Linked DNA regions of Mus musculus: all the other regions are linked to region 1. The links are chromatin contacts, called in public Hi-C and HiChIP or PLAC-seq maps. All regions are on one chromosome and are shown on one strand. Each heading gives the region's core, a stretch centred on a gene start, on an enhancer-like site or on the middle of the called end of the contact. The rest is flanking DNA. Distances are from core to core; before and after follow the strand shown.

What was found. Hi-C and Micro-C count contacts between places; a contact is called where the count stands out from the background. HiChIP or PLAC-seq counts read pairs in DNA pulled down with a chosen protein or histone mark.
Region 2: an H3K27ac HiChIP or PLAC-seq map of SST interneurons shows a contact between it and region 1, with 6 times the contacts expected there. The contact joins the promoter of Casp1 here to the promoter of Gria4 in region 1. A contact is called at or near these places in 5 of 39 promoter capture datasets (the HPC-7 cell line, embryonic stem cells, hippocampal neurons and 2 more) and 1 of 115 datasets of contacts at active chromatin or transcription factors (SST interneurons).
Region 3: a Hi-C map of cortical neurons shows a contact between it and region 1, with 3 times the contacts expected there. The contact joins the promoter of Kbtbd3 here to the promoter of Gria4 in region 1. A contact is called at or near these places in 1 of 39 promoter capture datasets (hippocampal neurons) and 2 of 484 Hi-C or Micro-C datasets (cerebellum and cortical neurons).

The regions. Positions count from the first base shown.
Region 1 is chr9:4,793,767-4,798,578 of GRCm38.p6, forward strand. Gria4 (glutamate receptor, ionotropic, AMPA4 (alpha 4)) reads right to left here and starts at 2,468. Exons shown (of 17, transcript NM_019691.5): 1 at 2,079-2,468; 2 at 1,421-1,597; 3 at 44-202. The coding sequence starts at 1,508. It overlaps Gm46100 (predicted gene, 46100), which reads left to right and starts at 2,538. Exons shown (of 2, transcript NR_165471.1): 1 at 2,538-2,608.
Region 2 is chr9:5,295,723-5,300,534 of GRCm38.p6, forward strand. Casp1 (caspase 1) reads left to right here and starts at 2,795. Exons shown (of 10, transcript NM_009807.2): 1 at 2,795-3,001; 2 at 3,558-3,824; 3 at 4,081-4,143. The coding sequence starts at 2,995.
Region 3 is chr9:4,307,071-4,311,882 of GRCm38.p6, forward strand. Kbtbd3 (kelch repeat and BTB (POZ) domain containing 3) reads left to right here and starts at 2,673. Exons shown (of 3, transcript NM_001164574.1): 1 at 2,673-2,864. It overlaps Aasdhppt (aminoadipate-semialdehyde dehydrogenase-phosphopantetheinyl transferase), which reads right to left and starts at 2,424. Exons shown (of 6, transcript NM_026276.3): 1 at 2,184-2,424; 2 at 1,624-1,849. The coding sequence starts at 2,366.

The sequences.
Region 1 (4,812 bases), core at 1,218-3,717:
CTCATTTTAGTTCTAATTTAGCCGCAACTTATATTATACTTACATGCATTTGTCACAGCAAAACTGTTGGCAGTCTCAATGTTGTCCACATGAGGTACCAAATTGAAAGGGGCTTCAGATGCATTGGGGCTGGTGTTATGAAGAAAGATAGCTAGCCGAAAAGCAGTGTATTCCTGGTCTGTGTTTCGGATAAAGAGACCACCTATGAAAGACAGCAGGAAATACTCACTCAATGATTCCTGTTTTAAATGTTACACCTAGTTCCATGACTGTCAAACATATCTCCAACCGCAAGCACACACAATTAAGGAGCTCTTTGCCATATCATAGGGGCTGCCTTTTGTCCCTGCAATGCATGCTTAATGTTTTAGTCTTTAAGGCATTTCAGCTTTTTCTTGCTTCAATCTGTCGTGATCACAATGACCTCTGAGACAATTTTGTGTATCTTGCTTTCTTTCCCTTGCCCTCTTTAGGATTCTCCCATCACATCATTGTATCAGCCAGTCCAGTTCAGGACATCTTTCTCTAGCAGGGAATATGCAGATGGATAGAGAAGAGATTTCCATTACAATACAGGACCTGAACGAAGGTACATGAAGGCGCACACGAGAGCAGGTTTAGAAGGTTTAGAAGGGAAGAGAACTTAGCTTGGCCCCCGATTTTGTGTACCCGGTCCAATTAGTTCGGTTTTGTGCACAGTACACACACACACACACACACACACACACACACACACACACACACACACACACACACAAATGATGCAGTGTTTGAGGTTGGGCTGGGCTGGGCTGGAAGAAATTCAATAGCCGAGTCCCATCAACAGACAGGAGAGGAGAATGGCAATCATGGTGGAGGAAGGGAGGGTCGCGAGAAACGAGGGTGGGGAGATACAGAACAGAAGCTTAAGTCAAAAGCAAAATAAAACCAACGAAGGTTCCTCGAAAAGGGTCTAACATTTGAATCTGCCAACTGGCAAGGCAACAAGGAAAGAAGTGAGGGCAAAAAATGCCTTTCCCCCCATCTCCTTCTGTAACAGCGAGAATGCTGCAGCTTGCAGAATAGCAAAAAGTGGGTTAAAAAAAACAAACAAACAAACAAAAACGAACACAAAATAAAACTCGGCATTTCCTCTTGTTCTACGAAAACGAGATTAAAAGAAAACGAGTATAAAATGCAATCAAAGTCCATGAAGGTTTGATTGTTTGTTTGTTTATTGTTTTCTCCTTCCTCAACTTCTTTCATTCCTACTTTAACCTACTGTAGAGCAAGAAGGAACTTGAATCAGGGTTGGGTGTGCTAGCCTGAACTTGCACCCAGAAGGTCTGTTTGAAAAGGGAAAGCTCCTCCATAGAATTCCTTATCTGCAACTCATTTACCTCACATCAGCTACATGCACCTCTTCCCCAGTTCTTCTTACCTATTTGAACGCTGCTCGGAAAGGCTCCCATGGCGAGTCCCCAAAATCCAGAAAACAACAAGACAATCTGCCTGCAAATAATCCTCATCTTCTTTGCTCCTCTCCCTGGTGCGCGCTCTCCTCTCTTTCTCTCACTCTTGCTAAATGATTTTCAGAGAGGCATTGAAGATGATGGCGCTAAAATTCAAAGAGAGAGAGAGAGAGAGAGAGAGAGAGAGAGAGAGAGAGAGAGAGAGAGAGAGAGAGAGAGAGAGAGAGAGAAGAAAAGGTTTGGGTGCTTTTAGGTTATGACAGCTTTCCCTCAACAATCCATCCCCAGCTGCCAGATGTTTCCCGCAGTCTCCATAGCCCTGGGGGAGGTTTTCTGTCCTGCTGATAATGTTCATGCAGAAGATGGTGGTGGCCAGTCTAGCTGCTGCTCTGCTCACAGAGATGAGACATGCGCTCTGTCTGTGGCTCCCTTGCGCTCCCTTGCTCACATCCACACGGTTGCGGGCGCCACACGCGCTCTGCAGCTCACAGCCGACCCCCGCCCGGGCTACAGCATCCCTGAGCGCCTCCAGTGCCTCGGTACCGGAGCGCGCACTCCCACCACGGCCCCTCACCCCTTGCCCCTTGCTCCTCGCCTCCCATTCCCTTTCCCCCAGCCTGTACTCACCAGATCGCCCAGGTCTTCAGGGAGGCTCTGGAGCGAGTCTTCAGGCTGGGGTTTTGGCGTACAGTCTCCAGTATCTGATCCCCTTCCTCCTACCTTCCGCGCGTTTGCCGAGGAACCGGCTCTGGAGGTGGGGGCCCCTCTTCAGAACCAGTGTTTTTCTTTTTATGCCCTCCAAGTCGCCTTTGGATTCTTGGTTGAGCTTGGCAGGAAACTACCCCGGGGGGCCGGGTATGCCAGCCCGGATCCCGGGCTGGGGGGTTGGAGAGGAAGTTAGCACCTCCCCATGGTCTCAGTCCCCTGCAGCATCCTTGCAGGCTCGCGGGAGGACAAGCTGCCTCCCGGCTCCCAGCCCTTTCCTCTCAGCCTTGCCCAGCCTAGTCCGCTTCTGCTATTGGGTTGCGCGCCCGCGCGAGCGAGCGAGCGCGCGCACGCGAGGGGAGACTTCCTTGCTGCAACTGCAGCAAAGATTTCTCACCAGCAAACAACCAGGGGAATCTGCAAAGCCCTTGATGCGGATGGATGCGGTAAAGGTACTCAGAGAAGGAGAGGAGCGAGGAGGGGGACAAGGCAGCCCCGAGGTGATGAGGCTGGGGTCTAGAAGGGAAGAATTGGAGGAGGTAGGAGGTAAGGGTAGTGAAAGTCAGAGAAGTTTACAGGATAGAAAAGGGAGGTGTGTGTGAGGGGGTGGGCAAGGGAGGAAGAGGAGACCAGAGGGGTGGTGGTGGTTAGCAAGACACACTCAGAGACCTCTAGTATGTTCTTTAAAGGGCACTAGGCAGAATTAGGAATTAACATTGAGAAGTATAAATTAAGAAAACTACTTAAAGGCTGCAGTTCATTTCTATTCAGTGATTTACCCAAAAGGATGCTTTCCTGCATTTTGTGTGTGTGTGTGTGTGTGTGTGTGTGTGTGTGTGTCGTGGTGAGTGTATTGTGTGTGTTGTTGTGTATGTGTTCTCCATACACATCTCCTTTGCTTGGGGTTTGGAAAACTCATTCTACTTACAGTCACCTCCAAGAAGGCATGGCTTTTGCAGATGAAGTCAGCAAGTTAGTTTGAGTTTGTATAAGAAAGTAGAAAGGAATTAAGCTAGGATTTTAGGAATATTGTCACTTTGTTCACAGAGTCACCTTTAAAGCTGTCATTTCACTCGCTGTCGTTTTATGGGAAGAGGCTGGGACACCTCCAAAGGAGGTGATTGCAGTACCTGTAGACAATATGGAAGATAGCTTTCTAATATCCCAATACAAAATAATATGTCCTAAGGAGAAATGACAGTAACCTAGGTCTTCAATGATATAGTTTAAAGTCCAGGAGGGAAGCCTAGGAGAACTCAACCCTACTCAAAAACTATAGACAACTGAGGAGAACTGGGAGTGGGGGAGATTGTCTTCCACAGAATAACAAACCAATTGGTAGTCCTTGGGCAAACAGTTCACTCACATACAAGTAATATTTCATGGACTTAGCAAGTTTATATTTAGAATGAATATATATATATATGAATATATATATATATATTCATGTGATATATATTATCACATGAACAATTGAAAAAGAGGCCATAGATTTTAAGATGAGTAGGGAGGGGTTTAGAGTATGGGAGGATTTGGAGGGAGGCAATGAAAGGGAGAATTGTAGTAATTCAATTACACTCTCATAAACAAACAAAAAGAAGTTAGTGAAAATGGAATAGCACCTCTTATCACATTTTTAAAAGAATAAAGCAAGTGCCTGAGTGTGTCTGATAAAATGTGTAAAGGGGAAGCTGATGACGTATATCAAATTGCAGCAAGAATTTACCTGGTAAAATCCTTCTTGAAATACGTGTTACCTTTATCTCTTCAGGTTGCCTTCCCCCTTCTTGTTTCATTTAATAAAAAAAAAAAATGGATTATATCCAGGCATATATATTTGTTGGGTTCCTAGTGATATTATGATTTATTAATATTAGCTGGGGTACCAAATAACTAATTTATATATTCATCACATCAGTATTTCTCATTTTTGTTTTGTTTTGAAAACATTTTAAATTTGCTTTGATGATTTTGAATTCACATGCATGTAATCAAAAAAGAAAGCTTGTTGGTGGGATAAGATCCAGTGTGATCATTGCAGTAAACACAGTGGAGATTCCTCAAGCAACTAGAAATATCATTCATGTCTTTTTATTACATGTGACGAGTGACCTATTTTGTAGTTTGGAGAATGTATTTTAAACCCTTCGCTAAAAATCCAGAATGTTCTTCTGCTTCCTCAATCCTTAGTTTGCTTTTAAAATCCCATCTCTTCAAAGAATGTTACATCAACATCCCTGTTACATCTCAGCACAGATTGTTATTGTACAAATTCTAAGTAATTGGATTACACAAATCATGCATTGTCATTTTGGTTTATGAGGCATTACTTTTGCACAAAAACAGGGATTTGAAATGTTTTCTTTTTTATCTTTTCTGTTTTGTGAAAACTAAGGCTGCAAATAATAGCATTGCGCTTCTGTTATAAAAGATAATAAAATAAGCTACACAAAATTTATATTGCATTTAAATTAAATTAAAATTTCAAACATACTAAACAGTTTAACTTCTACTTGAGTAAGTTTTGATCCTTGCTGATGGGCAAAGGTGATTATCCACTTTTCACGAGTTCTAGCAGCAGCACCGAATTATGTATCCACCGAGTGGATGTAGGACAGGCTTGCGTTATTTGTCTTATAGAGCTGTTACATAGAAT
Region 2 (4,812 bases), core at 1,545-4,044, 500 kb after region 1:
AAACTCTTAGTTAACCCTAGTCAAGATATGTGTAATGTAAAGGAAATCTAAAACTTTTTAGAGAGAGAACAGTTTAAAACGATTGCCTTAGTTTCTTAATTCAAAACTTCCTTAATCAAGAAAGTTCTCTTTCATAAATATGTCAGAGCTCCATTTGCAACTAGAACCTTCTTTTGAAATGAATTCTTTCCTTTCAAATAGCTTCACTTAATAGATTTTAAACATGCTCCCAAATAGTATGTCTCTGTTGCCAGCTTACCTGCCACATTTATTACTTTTATCAGTGTTATGACAAATACCTTAAAAGAACAAATGAAGAAACACAAAAGTTACTTTCACTCACAGTTAAGGTGGCAGAAAATCACCTTGGAAGGGAGGCCAGAACATTGGATCATGAGACCCAGGTCATATTACATCTAATGTCAGAAAGCAGCAATTGTTTAATCCCAGTAACTCAACTTGTTACAACCCTTTTTATTTCGTTTGGGTTTCCATGAACATCATGGCTTCACCTTCTCCCTCAAAAGGCTTATCTTCCTTTCTCAACTACTCTACTTCTTAAACAACTTCAAAGACACAAGAAGGTCTCCTATGGAATTTCAAAACCAGTCAGATTAACAAGAGTATCTGCACATCAAGTGTCCTTGTGGAATGAAGGAATTCTCATTGTAAGCCTCTAGTGTACTGTATGCATCAGAATCGGACTTCTCTCATTAGCATACTCTCTTTGATCTCACCCCAGTATCTCATATTTTTGTCAGATGCCCCTTCTCCACAGCCACCTGCACAGACACTGAAATCTTGAGTTCTCACTCCTCTCATACTAGCTGTGGGAGAGCCTCTACTATGTGTCAAAACTCAACATCTTATCCAATATCCCTCATACTAGTAGCATATCAATTACTGTCCAAAATACCTATTCTTCTTATCAGATCTTAACTTTCTATTTTTTTAATTTATATTGATTTTCATTATTGTCTGTGGTTTCTGTATAAAGGAAACATTTTTATTAAGCACACCTAAAAACAGAGTAAAAGGCTTCTGTATCTAATCTAAGCACTGTCAGGGTTTATATAGGGCTTCGTTTGGACCTTTGCACCCTAAGATTGTGGGGAAGCAAGGTTACTTGATTTCCTTATTTCACAGTAAACATTTACAAGACTATCTCAAAGTGAAAAGGCTTTTTTTTTTCTTTTGCTTGTGCCAAGTTGATATAAAACTATCCAGGACAACACCCCAACTCATAATTCAAGGTGCTGTAAATTCTTTCTTTCCTAAAGTGTATACCCCACTGTCCCAACCTTCCATTTACCACCTGACTCTGCATTGCCTAGCTGCATTGCCATGGGTTTCCCCTAATAACTGCTCAGTGGAGTTGTATTTTCTAATTTCCTGTCTTCCTTTCTAGATTAGAGTTGCTATTGTAAATGAGAAGCCTAGGTGTCTCTCTTGAAGCTTCACTTCAATTGTTGCAGATATATATAACTCATAACAAAAAACAAAGCCAGTTGTTGAAAACCATTTCTTTCTTCTGTTAAGAATTTAAATTAAGCTTATATTTCTTGATTATGTATGTTACAGGAAACAAAATAAAGAAGCCAAGAGCCAGGTATCTAATCACAATGGTGAAGGAAAATTCCAGAAAAGAAGCTATGTCTGGATGTGAACAGAATTCTCCTGGAAGAAGGTTTTGTGTCTTCTGAGATGGACAGACAATTGGAATTGCTGTACTGTAGAAAGTTTGGAATTTTGTAGGTGCAGACGGTAACTACTACATCTTAGATTAGTATTAGCCTTCTAAAACAACCATTCCTTGGTCCACTCTGTATCTGAAGTAACACCTTGTGGTCATAAATTAAAACCTCTTAGAAGCTATTAACATAGAAGAACATGCAATTTAACCAATCAGAAAGCTAATACTGTCATTTTATGATTATAGGAAACCTTTCCCCCACATCAATGTATCTGCTTTTTAAGCTTGTTGATGCATTTTAAACTTGCCTTGACTTATACCTTTCTTTGTTCTCCAAAACTAGAAATACCTGATGAAAAGTTTTTCAAGTTGGATCTTGGAATTTGGGGTAACCTAAATCAGTGTTCTTGGGTATAGACTCCAGCAAAAAAAAAAAAAACAAAAAAAACAAAAAACAAAAAAAAAACCCAACAAAACTAATCTATTTATTACCTTTAAGGTAGAGCTATGGGTGTTTGTTGTTTGTTTGGTTGGCTGGTTGTTGGCTTTTTTTTTTTTTTTTTTTTTTTTTTTTTTTTTTTTTTGGACATAAGCATCTTGATGTATCCTTATCGACGATACTTATGCCCAGCAGGCTAATTATTCAAGGGCATCCCCTGCCAGGGAAGCAAGTAGTTTGACAGTAGATGCACACCTCTGCTTCTGGTCCTCCGAGTCCAATCCTGCTGTCTGTCTAACTCTGCAACGGAACAGGAGCAGTAACTTCAGCCTATCTCTACTGCCCTGCCTCATATGCTTTTTTCCACTACTCATTACCTAATTCCAGCCCCCAACTACAACAGGCACTCCTGCTAGCCCACAGACTTACAAGCCAGAAAACAGTATATTGACTACAGTTCTTCTCTTCTCTCTTTGTTCTCCCAGCTCTGATCCCAGAGTCTCAGGCCCAGCCCTGCAGCAGAAACACGTGTGGCAGCCTTCCCTGCCTACTTGTTCCTCTCCTGTGAATCCCACAGATTCTCTACCTTCTCTTCCTGGACTTGTTGTCACAGCTCCTTTCTTTCTTGATGACTAAGACTCACTCCCTTCCTTTCCTGAGCTCTTCCAAGTGTTGAAGAAGAATCATTTCCGCGGTTGAATCCTTTTCAGACTTGAGCATTTAAACCTAACTTTAATTAGGGAAAGAAACATGCGCACACAGCAATTGTGGTTATTTCTCAATCTGTATTCACGCCCTGTTGGAAAGGAACTAACAATATGCTTTCAGTTTCAGTAGCTCTGCGGTGTAGAAAAGAAACGCCATGGCTGGTGAGTTTTCTCTATTATTAAAAGAACTCGTTTGGACAATAAGTCATTTGGAAAGGGACTCGCTTTTCTGAAAGCCATCATTAGTTTCTGGAGTTATTTAGGTGAGCTGAATCTGGGCAAAGTGAAGACTATTTAGAAATCTGCACAGAAGATTCTTGACGTCTTAATCTCTGGCCAGGGTCAGAAAGGACCTTTACTTGTATCCTGCCATTGTTGCCATCGTTTTTTGCAATCTTAGCTAGTAAGAGTCCCTAGTTAGACAGAGGGAACTGAATGAGTGACAGAGATGGTGGCAGCAAAAGAAAATGGTTTATGCTTCTTGAGTTCTAACAGAAAGATATGTGCCTCATACTGTATGCTTTTGTGTAATGTTGAAGGACAAATGTGGAGCAGAGATAGGAAAAAATAAGAGAGAGAGAGAGAGAGAGAGAGCAGGGAAACGCTGTATGTGAAAGGGACATTTTGCTGATTCACTCTGAAAGACAGTATGCTTTCTTTACATGAAAGGAACACGCAACTGTTTTCTTGATTTGAGAATTCTTTGTGTCTTAAACAGACAAGATCCTGAGGGCAAAGAGGAAGCAATTTATCAACTCAGTGAGTATAGGGACAATAAATGGATTGTTGGATGAACTTTTAGAGAAGAGAGTGCTGAATCAGGAAGAAATGGATAAAATAAAACTTGCAAACATTACTGCTATGGACAAGGCACGGGACCTATGTGATCATGTCTCTAAAAAAGGGCCCCAGGCAAGCCAAATCTTTATCACTTACATTTGTAATGAAGACTGCTACCTGGCAGGAATTCTGGAGCTTCAATCAGGTAAGAGCCTGAATCTTAGACCAAGTTGAGAGTCTATATATTTGGATAACCAATGTCTAATTGATATATTTCTTATGTAGTTTAAAGACAACCACTCACCTTCAGCTCCAGACTCCCATTTTTGTGTCTGTGGCTCTGCTGTGTGTCTCATGACTATTCCTATTCCTTCTGCCTTGTCTCCTGTAGCACACATTGGCCTCAGTCTCACCAAGGATGACCTTGCTATGGTGAATTCATTTCTTTTGTCTCTCTTCAGCTCCATCAGCTGAAACATTTGTTGCTACAGAAGATTCTAAAGGAGGACATCCTTCATCCTCAGGTACCCATACTGATAGAGGAATAATACTCGCTGGATCCTCATCTCTTTTGCATTATTATCTTCATATAATACCAAGACTGAAGCAAGTTTGGGGGGTGCTATGAATAACTCATATTTTCCTCTTATTCTCTGTATATCTTGTTTGAGCAAGGCAGTTCTTGTGTATTTATACAAAACTTTCTGAGTCTGTGTCCAAGTCTTATCTCCCTAGTTAGGTATGAAACCTAATTCAAGTGTCTAGTGCACTTATTCCCATTTTTTCTGGACATTTTAGCTGAACAACCCCCAAAGATAAACTTGTCATTCTTCCCCATTCTACTTCTTAGCAGTTTTCTTAGTCAATGCTGTCATCACTGACAGTTGTTCAAATCTGAAACTCAAAAATGCAGTCTGACTACTTCTTCCTGCTTCTAACTACTTTCAGTCTGTGTCTAGGTTTTCCTCTCTCAAGTTTTCTATCACCTTATCATACACCAATTATCAAAGCACATAGTAGCTGCCAACCATGAATCTCTATAGTTATCTGTGCCTGCAATAATTTTCTTGTTCACTAGAAGAAAAATGGTTATCATATGCCAATTATATTCCAGATATTATACTATAGGGTGTTCAAGAATAATAAGTATGACAAGTTAGACTTCTTACTGAACTTAAGTTGCATAAATAAAT
Region 3 (4,812 bases), core at 1,423-3,922, 490 kb before region 1:
ATTTTAAATTACTTGAGTTAATTAAAATTAGAATTGTTTCTCAAAATATTTTAAAGTTATTTTTATTGTGGCAATTACTATCTAAAATATTTTATAATAGAAAAACAAATATGAAATTGCAAAATCATGCAAATAGAATTCTTACTATTTCCTGAACTTAAATATTTTTATACTGTTCATGGTTATTTTGTAAATACTGTTAAATTGAATCATTAAACTATACCTTTACTTCACCTAAAACTGTAAACATCTTTAACTGTAAATAAAGCTTAAGAAATGAGAAAAATACTTGATCAGAAATGTATACTACTGACAACTTGTGCTAAGATCCCACAGTTAAATCTATTGGGAAATGAACAGTACTTAGCCAACATGGCTAAGTAATATGGGAATTAACACTCCTATGTAATATTTCTTATGGACACACACACACAGAATGTGGGTAAGAGAATTGTCTCCTTCGATATGCTAATAACACTCCTCTATGCTGACTCTGTCTCAGGAATTGTCAATGTGTAGTACAGAGTAGGTTTCCCCTTCTATCAAAAATTATAACTTCATCATTCACCAAGACTGAAGAATATTCCTTGATGAACTACCTCACTTATTCTGGTCTAATAAATTGCCAGTGCAGCAAACAGGTATTTACTTCTCATCATCACTAAGAAAAGAAGCACCCAATCACAATTTGAAAATGAGTGGAATGGTAATGACACAACACTAGTGCCAACTGAATGGATCTCTTCCTCTGTGTTATTGGAACATAATAAGCTTTGAGCCAGTTAAACTATAAAAGGAAACGGTTATAATCAAAATTGATGGGTGTCAAAGGATTAATAAAGTATTAACAAGAGACAGAATCTTCAATATCTGCTTAATACTTTCCTACTATTTAAAACGTCAATTAATAATGACTTCCTTATTCAGTACTGACCACAGTCAACCCCTCACAAAATGGGTTGTAAAATCTGTTTATTTCCAGATAGGCACTAACTGTGCTATCTATCTTTTTTCTAAGTGTCTAATGGCCTCTCCACTAACTTCTAGTTACAGAAAAAGCTCCTATGAAGCTTCCCCAGAGCTACAAACCCATGTGGACTATTCACAAAAATAAGCCTGACTCCTCTACAGTAGCAGTTACTTTAGAACAAGCCTTCAACAATACCATTAAGTCCTTTCATTGGAGCTGTGCTTCAAAAAGGCTTCTTAAAAATTCATGCTGAAGCTTAATTGCCAATACAAGAGCACTGCAAGGCCATAGCGGGTACCACCTTCATTAATAAACTTATTATCCCAGTCCTCAAGGGTTTCCTTGAACTCAGAACAATGAGCTTAAAGAAGCTCATCTTTGTAATTCAGCCTCGCTTATTTTGTAACAAGAAAAAAACAAAAATACTTAGAAAAATGATGATACCTAAAGAAAATGTAGCTAACAATTTAAAGGGGTTAAAAGGTACAGTAATATAGAATCTACTGTCTCTATAGATAAAAGTTAAAGGAAATGCATCCTTTTTGGTTAAATGTTTTATCAGTAAATTAAGTACTGCCAGTAAACTTACAACTGCCTAATAGTTAAGATCTGAGACATAAAACACTTAATATGTCATAAAAGTGAACCATCACCTGGAAAACTAGTCTTCATGATATCAATGCCAACCTGTACCTCAGGTTCTGCAGCAAGAACTGCATAGTCCCCTTGGTGAGAGATGTTAAAGTTGAAATTGGGATATGGATTCAACGAGTCTTTCGCAAGAACCGGCTTTCCCTTTGAAGTTCTCTGCAGACGGATATGATCCCAAGGGATATTCAATTTCTCTGCAACTAATTTCCTTATCATCAAACGACCAGCCTGTTCAGACATAAAACACACGGTGTGTATTGCTATCTACTAATCGCATAAGTACACTGCTTAGAAAGTATATTTATGGCTTCTAAGTTTCAAAGTATAAACACATTCATTAGTAAACAGACGATTACTCCATAGGCCCCGCCTCCAATTTTAGGGTAAGGGTCTCCACAGGCAACCTCACAAGGGAAGACTAGATGTGAGTGACCCAGGCCTCCGGGATACGAAGGCTGAAGACGGTCGCACGCACTCCGGAGGCTCCGAGACCGCAACGCCACGAGCGCACGTGGGAGTCCGCAGCCCGGCCCGCCTCCCAAAAGTCGCAGGCCTCAAGTACCAAGGCTGCCTTGGCGTCGCGGGCAAACACGAACTTGCCGATGCGCTCCTTCTCCTCCGGCTGGATAGACCGCATCGCCAGAAGCCATTCGGCTCGACTTGGCAGCCAGGTACCGCAGGAGAATGCCCAACGAACGCCCTCCATGGATGGCACCACGCACAGCCTCTTAGCGGGGAACACCATACGACCGGCTCGGTCCGCTGATCCTCAAGCCAGGTAGAGCAGACGCTGACGTAGCCACGCCCCGTCGCTCCGGAGTCTGCGCAAAGGGGCAGCACCTCGCAACAGACGTTACCAGGCTCCACCCCTTTTCAGGCGTCTGTGCGAAGTAGCTGGACGCCCGGCTTAGAAGTTTCACAGACCCCCCCACCCCCACCTTTAGTTCAGGGTTGAGCGTGGGGGCGTGGCCTGACGCAGCTTCGCCCCCAACCTGTACGTCTCCTACGGAAGCCGGCAGGGCGGTTTGGGGCGGAGATTCAGAGTCAACCCAGAGCTCTGCGGCACGGCGTGACGTCTTGTGAGCTTAGCTCGCTCTCCTCGGAAAGGGCGGGACCAGAGTTTCTCAGAACCGTTTTAGCTGCTCACTCTGGAGAAAGAGCTAACGAGACAGTCGCACAAGCCAATCGCAGCCGGAGTTTACAGGCTGGGCCTGGGTGGAGACTTCACCGACTGCAGTTGCAGGTGGGTGAGCTGTGCGGTTTGAGGGAGGAGTGGGCTTGGACCGGCTTGGACCGGCTTGAATCTGGCTGTTGGAGGCAAGGCTCCTACTACTCTCGGTTGTGGTGCATCTCGTGAGCGCTCCGGAAAGGAAAGGTCCGCAGCGAGGAGCCTTCTGCACAGGGAGTTCTATATGGCAGCCGGCAGGGAGGTGACCCTTCCCTTCGTTTGCCAATGGGCCCTCCGCAGACCTCCCTGTCTACCCCGGGCCAACCGAGAACAGAATCGGTGGTGCAAGCCCTCTAAGCTTTGCTGTGCCCCTCAAGGGTTCTGCGCACCTTGATGCCTCATGCTGTTCTTCCTGCCGTCACACCAGTGCATTTCTGTTTCCTTGGTTGCTTGTGTAGATGGATGTCGGTGCTCTTCTGTGAACATCCATTTGAACAAAGTCGAGGACGAGTTAGGGTCCATGGAAAAGTTGGTCTCTGCAGATGAATGTGGATTTCGTGGATGATGGTAGATAGGTGTCATGCTGATTCAACCTTTCTAAGGTGGCCAGAAAGTATCTGGGAAAGCTAGCAATAATCTAATCTACACAACCACTGTCCATTAGTTCTGTATTCCTAGAGATGGGTATAGTCTGATCTGTACTTATTCCCATTAACATTTTTTGTGATATTACACACCCCTCGAGTCTTCTGCAGCTACATGGCAGTTTGAGTCACTCACACACAGACATTGCTATCTTGATATAACCCCTTATCTGTTAAAAGAGTGAGTGAGGTGCTATTTAAGATGTGAATATTGCAAAGACCTCATAATGTGACAAGGTATCTGAAGCACACAGAAAAAGCTACAGTAAGCAATGTGGGGATGAATAAAGACAGCAAGCACTAATACCCTTATCAGTAATTATAATAATTCAAGTTCTGTTTTTCATCCTATGTAGCTAAGAATCCTGTTATAGTGTCTTTCCCCGTGTTTTTGATGATAGTGTGGTGACGTGGGCCAGAGCAGTTCAAGTAGGACAAAAGAGGAACATGACTAGGTTCATGATGACTGGACGTAATGGTACCAAAAGAGTATTGTCAAGCTTGTTATCCTGGATAAGGAGTAGAAAATTACAGTGGTGCCTAGGGGAGAATAGGAAGTCAAGAGATGGGGATTTTTTTGTTGTTGTTGTTTGATATGTATTTAAAGATAAGAGTACTGGAATTGCATGTTATGCTAAGTGTCTAACAGAGAAGGAGAAATTTCTAATGTGTATGCCAGTGACAGACAGACAGAAGATGATGGCCATTCTAGCAATCACTCCAGAGGGATGGACCATATTTGCTTTTTGCCATGTCACTGAGCTGGAGATGCAACTTCGTATTAAAACTCGTGTCTAGTGGGGTGTAGAGATAGCTCAGCTGTTAAGAGAACTGTCTGCTCTTCCAGAGGGCTTGAGTTCAATTCCAAGCAACCACATGACGGCTTACAACCATCTACCCTGGGATCTGATGATGCCCTCTTCTGGCATGCAGGTGTACATACAGATAGAGCATTCATTTACATAAAATAAGTAAATTAAAAACAAAAAAAACCAAAACCCTCATGTCTAGTTATGCACTGTCCTGGGTTTAAAATAGTACCTTCCACAATAATTACTCTAAATGTTCCAACAAATAACCTTCTTTCAACTTATGTCACTTATGAGCTACAAATATATTCTAAAACTGGAACATCAAATTACTGCCACATTAGAAGTTAATGGTTCTTGACTTTAGAATCATAGGTCCTTTACTTGTTTTCTGCATCTCTGTCTTCTGTGGACAGTAATGGCTACCTCTAACTTTTTAAAACCAAAAGACTCCTTTTTCATTTGAGGGCTTTATATAATTTCTCTGTTGATTTACCTTCTCATCATTTAGGTGTCAACAATACATCCTCAAAAAGATTAGTATTGTAATGGATGAGGGCAAGCCCTCCA